Linked DNA regions of Mus musculus: region 1 is linked to region 2. A link is a contact called in public HiChIP or PLAC-seq data. All regions are on one chromosome and are shown on one strand. The core of a region is the stretch at or near the end of the contact, and the rest is flanking DNA. Distances in the headings are between cores, read along the strand shown. Region 1 has its middle 54 kb from the start of Tenm3. Region 2 has its middle 4.0 kb from the start of Gm32194.

The links. HiChIP or PLAC-seq counts read pairs in DNA pulled down with a chosen protein or histone mark.
Region 1: a contact with region 2 is called in an H3K27ac HiChIP or PLAC-seq map of embryonic stem cells, with 7 times the contacts expected there. The contact joins two enhancer-like sites. A contact is called at or near these places in 5 of 484 Hi-C or Micro-C datasets (the HPC-7 cell line, embryonic stem cells and neural progenitor cells) and 5 of 115 datasets of contacts at active chromatin or transcription factors (all in embryonic stem cells).

Annotation. Positions count from the first base shown.
Region 1 is chr8:48,727,632-48,730,700 of GRCm38.p6, forward strand. It overlaps a transcript of Tenm3 not described here. Among named protein-coding and RNA genes, the nearest start is that of Tenm3, 54 kb to the left of the region's middle. Within about 2 kb of position 1,435, at least 9 of the 459 cell types and tissues checked have an H3K27ac peak or open chromatin away from gene starts, as enhancers often do. A contact at or near this core is called in embryonic stem cells, where this site is marked.
Region 2 is chr8:48,201,118-48,204,082 of GRCm38.p6, forward strand. No RefSeq gene overlaps it. Among named protein-coding and RNA genes, the nearest start is that of Gm32194, 4.0 kb to the right of the region's middle. Within about 2 kb of position 1,709, at least 8 of the 459 cell types and tissues checked have an H3K27ac peak or open chromatin away from gene starts, as enhancers often do. A contact at or near this core is called in embryonic stem cells, where this site is marked.

The DNA of each region.
Region 1 (3,069 bases), core at 185-2,684, 530 kb after region 2:
TTTATAGCACCTCACCTGGTCTTCACTTCCATGTTGCTGATCTCAAATATGGCATCCTCTTGACTCGGGCTCCTGAGTGCTGGGACCAAAGTGTGCAGCTTCATGCCTGGGTTGATTTTGTATATATGTTAATATTTGCTAAAAAAAAAAAAATTCTACTTTTAAACCTCCGCTCTCAAAGAATCAGCTTTGGGCTACCGTGTGCTGGCCCCTAGCAAATTCACTCTGCTCTCCATTTATTTGTTTCCTATCAATTCTGTGACGTTTACTCATGAGCAACGAATCCTGGCAGTGTGCGGCTATGGTTTATACAGTATGGGGCAGTAATACTTTTAGGTCGTTGGGGGAATTTCTTTGACTTCTTTCCCCATTCTTAGCTGAGTTACAGTATCAAGGGGGTGAGATTAGTGACCTTCACTTAAGTGAGTTACTATTTTGGAAAAGATTACAAGCCAAGAATCTTCGCTCACTATTTCGCAAAAGTAAGTCCATACAAGGTGGCGATTTGGCTCATTTAGCAGAATGTGTGTCTTTGTGAGGACACAAAGGGATTAAGGCCTGACTCTGACCTTCTAAGGCACACAAACACTGGGGAGTGGAGGAAGGGGGACTCAGGAGTTCAAGATCATTCTTGTACATGTAGTTGCAGACCTGTATAGACTCCGTGACGCCTTGTCTCAAAGCCGGGGCAGGATTTGAATAAATAACAAACTTTATACCTTGCACCTTGACTGGATTTATGGGGGAAAAGCAGACCCAAACTGGAGGCTATGTTTATCAGTGAATAAATTCATCCCATGTTGTTCTATCTCTAAGAGAACCTTGAAAACGAACTACAAGTAATCAGCTTATGCTGGAAAAATGGTCACAAAGACTCAGCGAGGGGCAGAGCCACCTCCATGCTCACGCCCTTAGAAAACTTACCTGGCAAATCCCTACTGCATTTGTTCTGACAGAAAAAAAAAAATTTTTAAAGAAAAAAAAAAACACACACATCTCAGAGCCGAGATTAGACTTTTAGACCCTCCTGAGCGATAATCCTTACTCTGACATTGGCTTTCTTTGTGGGGTTTGGCAAATCAGTTTTCTTCTCTATAATACGGGGATAATAATGCTTTAGTCAAATGGATGCTGTGAGAATTAATTACTGTTATACAATTTATTGAAGATGGGACGCCCTGTAAAAATATTGCTAGTGCTTATAGGATTGAGATCCAAAGACAAAGGTATCACACACGGCAGAGAAATCGAAACATCTCCAAATCCCCACTGTTTTCCTCTCTCCGTGTCCTCCTTCTTAACTCTGGTGAAAAGTAGGCAGTGCGGGTTTTCAAGGACATGTCTCCTTCTTCTGTGACCAGAATTGAAATGCACCACTGGACGCACCTGCACCGCACCAAGAGATTCGCCCTGCCTCACCTAGGTATAACAAAGGGGTGGAAAGGCCTCATTTGCAAGGATTGCTTTCATCCTGGGCTGCTCTTTTGACCCTGAACCGGGGTCTTTCTAAATCAATGGATGCCCTAAAGACTAGATTTCAAGGGAAGGTCTTCCCAGCTGCTCTTGGAAAGGGGGACGCTGAACTTTCCAGAAAGAAGGACAACCCCAGCTGTAAGCTGATAACTACCTGCTTATAGAGACGGAGCCAGGTCCTAAGGAAACACGATCAGGTATAACAAGCAAGAAAAATCCTCAAGACAACTGTGGGAGGAGGAGGAATTTCCACCACCTGACCGTAGTTCTAAAACAGCCGGAGCTGAGGGAACCTGTAAGAATTCAAGAAAGGAGACAGCGATAGGACACAAAGCACTACCTAATTGCCAGTGTCTGCGTAGCGCTTATTTTTTGAGGACCTGTCAATCAGCGCTAGAATCCACACGCAGGTTAAAGGTCAGTGTAACGCAATTTTCCGTGAGACATCACAGTTGTAATATGCTGCGATGAAGGTTTGAAGTGTCAAGGAAGAATTAAGTATATTCTGGTTACAGGATCTCTGCCAGGTGTGGTGGCTCATGCCTTTAGTCCCAGTGCTCTGGAGGCAGAGGCTGACCAGGAGAGCCAGGACTACGTAGAGTCTCTATCTTGAAACACACACACACACACACACACACACACACACACACACACACACACACAACTTATCATAGGATCTCTGTCCTTTAAGGGTCCAAGTTATTCACAGATGAACCTACCTAACCATGTCCTACCTGAACATTTTTTAAAATCAGTGACTTGGGTGTAAGGCTTGGGCTGTCATGGAAGTCCATCTGCTTTCGTCCCTCTACCTTCTTGCTTATTTACATTTAACTGAAATAACTAGTTAAATTGGTTTCGTTCATTTGTTTTCTTTTGGAAAGGGTTCCCTCCAATTCCAGTTCCCGGTCCCTTCCATTTTCCAACCTTAGCTGGGGAGAGGGGAGAGGTAAGGCAGCGAGTGGGAGCCAGAACTCTGAGTGTGTCAACTCTATGTCCACTGAGTATGGGGGTGGGGGGTGGGATCACAGGGTAAAAATCATATTCCCTGTCACCCCATGTGACATTTCCTCTAGCCCTTCTCTGTCACACACATTCACCCATTTGTCCCTTTAAGCATCCAACAGCCTTGGAGACTGGCTTCTATGCTCCTAGGCTTCTGTCCCCTGGTCCACTGTCTCGGGGACTTTCGTGGCCCTGTTTTGTGAAAACAAATCCCTCTGCTTCAACTTCTCCCTCTGCATTCCTTTCTGTCCTTTTCACCTCTGCAGATGTCTGAAAGCCCATCCAGACCTGGGCTGTGACATGCTGATACAATAGTGCCTGACTCCCCAGTATCTCGGGTCTTTACAGAAACACGGCTGTGGATCAATACAGATACTAGCAAGCATTCACAGAAGCACAAAGGGACGAACAATTCCCCAAACCTGGATGAGTAGGGGAATGGCTGAACTGTCCCTTAAGGCCTCTCCCTCACTACTGTGAAGCTTCCACAGAAGTCAAAGCAAATGAAGTTTGAGGACATCCATGTAAATAGTTGGTGACAATTTAACTTCCTAATTAAAATCTTTAAATTTTCATTTAGTTGGGTCATTT
Region 2 (2,965 bases), core at 459-2,958:
ACTAAAACAAACAAACAAACAAACAAACAAATAAAAGGAGCTGGATATGGTAGTGTCACACATGTATAATTTCAGTGTGATCACAGCAAGACAGGAGACAGAAACCAGAGAATCCCCAAAGCACCCAGGATAGGTAGCCTAGCATGCAGTAGTGAACAAGAGTTCGTACCTCAGGATCGTTACACACATGTACAAACACACACATACATGCCACGCACATACATAATATTTTCTTTTTCCAAAACTAAAGACCCAGAGTGCCTTGTTCATCTGTAGGGCTGAGGCCCCTCCCTGTCTGGAATGTCAACACAGGTTAGTTTTCTTCAATTTCCTCTCTGGAAAAAAAGTGCTTTCTAAGAAAGCTGAATGGGGAAGGCGTCTGAAACAAGACAAACACCTCTAATTTGGGCTTGTCCTTTTTAGGTGATCTTCTAGAAGTCTCCAAGGATCTTGATAAATTAGTTCTCTGGCTCTAATTCCGGGAGTGACGGTGAGAAAGATAGAGGGAAAGTGAAGAGAGGAGAGGAGTTTGAAGATGCATCGGTGAGTACTGGCCAGAGTTCCCAGCCTTCCCCAGTGAGGTGCTGGTTCCGCTTCCTTCACCCTGCCCTCTGAGGATACAGCTTTGCTGGCATTGGAACTGGCAGGGACAAGGCAGGTCCTCCTGGGAAATGCATGGGGTTTCTTCAGTCACATGGCACACTGTTCAACCCCTTACCTTGACTCTTCTCTGACCCTTCATCATAAGGTGACAATAACAATAGTATCATTTCACAAGCTTATTAAGTAGCTAACTGATAACAGTCATATGAAGAACTTAGAATCAGGAATCCCTTGTGTGATGGTTTGTATACACTTGGCTCAGGGAGTGGCACTGTTAGGAGGTGTGGCCTTGTTGGAGTAGGTGTGTCACTGTGGACATGGGCTTTAAGACCCTCATCCTAGCTGCCAGGAAGCCAGTATTCTGCTAGCAGCCTTCAGACGAAGATGTAGAACTCTCAGCTTCTTCTGTCCCATGCCTACCTGGATGCTGCCGTGTTCCTGCCTTGATGATAACGGACTGATCCTCTGAACCTGTAAGGCAGCCCCAATTAAACGTTGTCCTTGTAAGAGTTGCCTTGGTCATGGTGTCTGGTCACAGCAGTCAAACCCTAACTAAGACACCTTGCAAGATGCACTAAATTAAAGATCTTTCTCTTTGTACCTCAAGCAAATCTAAGCTTCATTCTTATGCTTCAGAATTGTGTATGTTACTTATGTAAAATGTTACATATATGTGTTTATGTGGAGGGGTTGGGGGTATTCATGCTAAAGCAGGACTCTGAAAGAGTTGGTTCTCACTTTCTATGATGTGGGTCCTGGGAATCGAACTGAGGCTGTCAGGCTTGGTGGCAGGCACCTTTACCTGCTGAGCCAGCTCATTTAACTAGCCAGGCAAACAATTTGAGGCCCACTGTGTGCCTGCTTCACATACTGAATTGCCTTCTATGGTGCTGAAGAAAAAGCAGCAGTCAGACAGGGGCCAGAGACAGTGTTACCTGTAGAAGTTTTGGAGACTTCTACCCAGGGTAAAGCTGGGATTTCTGACTTGACTACAGAAAAGATTTTCAGGACAAACTAGGAGGAAGCAGGGTAGGAGTTTACTAGGAAGAGATTAAAAGTAGATTTGCAGCACTTAACAAAAGGAGAGGGCGGATCCAGTTTAACAAAAGGTTGCCCAGAGTAGCCAATGGGTAAGCTCCCTGGGAAGGTGACTTCAGAGTTCACCTACGGGGCAAGAGGATGTTAGCTATAGGAAGAATATTCACTTCTTGAGGTAAATTTCACATAAATGTCTCTCTTTCCAAACTGTATCTCTGCACAGAAGGTTTGCTTAAAATAGAGACTCTTAAACACACGTGTGTCACCAGTGCTTTAGAATCAATGAAACGACCTCTGGAGGGTGGCACTCTCAGCGTGGGTACTTTTCAAAGCTTTCCAGATGATGCCAAAGAGAACAGTTGCTGCAATCCTGTCTTAGGGACACTTCATCGGAATGATCTCCTCTATCTTTCTGAAATAAAGCTACGAAGCCTGGATCCCTCTCAATGGCCACACTGAGCCCTGGGAATTTTCCCTGGCTGCTTAAACCGGGCTAGCTTTGGCTGCAGACTCCAGAGGCGCTTAGCCTGAGGTGTGCAGATGCAGATTAAAGTATCTGGGATTCTAGGAGTGCCACGCCCTGGAGCCAGAGGTTCCCAGTCCCTCCCCCATCTTCTGCACGGTGGAACTGCAGCAAGTTGGGTTCATACAAAAGGGAGGGGCAGAGAGCACAGGGGCTCAGACAGAGATCCCTGTGTTAAAGACCTGTGTCCAAAGTCCAGTATTTTCTGATTTTTTTTTTTGAGAACCTAGCAAGCAGATTAATATCACTAGCTTGGTCTCGTCATTTACAAAGTGACAAAACAATTATGTTTTTGTAAAACTAAAAAATTAGTCCTTTTTCTCTCTCCCCTCCCCTTCCTCCCTCTCTCCTTACCCCTTTCTCCTCTTTTCTCTACTCGCCTAAGGTTTAAATCCAGAGCCTTCTACACACTAGGCAATTGCTTGGCTACTAAGCTATACTGCTTTTGTGAAACCGAGCTGGGAGGATCCAGAACAGACAGAAACACGCTGCATAGTCCTGACCACGTGACAGCATAGACCCCGGGAACTGGTGTGTTTTAAGTAGCAACATTGTTACCTTCCCTACACTCTGGAAGCTGCAACATTTTAGCAAGTGTTATAAATGACCATCAGCCCGCTGACTTCAGGCCAGATTTCCCGTCCTCCGGTCCTCTGGGTTTGAGACACACTATAGATGGTGTTTCTTTTCTTGCTGGCACCAGTAACGGCACCAAAGTGATGTCTGGGAGAAGATGCTGAGCCTTAGAATTCTTCCTGTTGGAGGGAACATCTTCACTGATCTCCGGGCTGTACTAGAGCC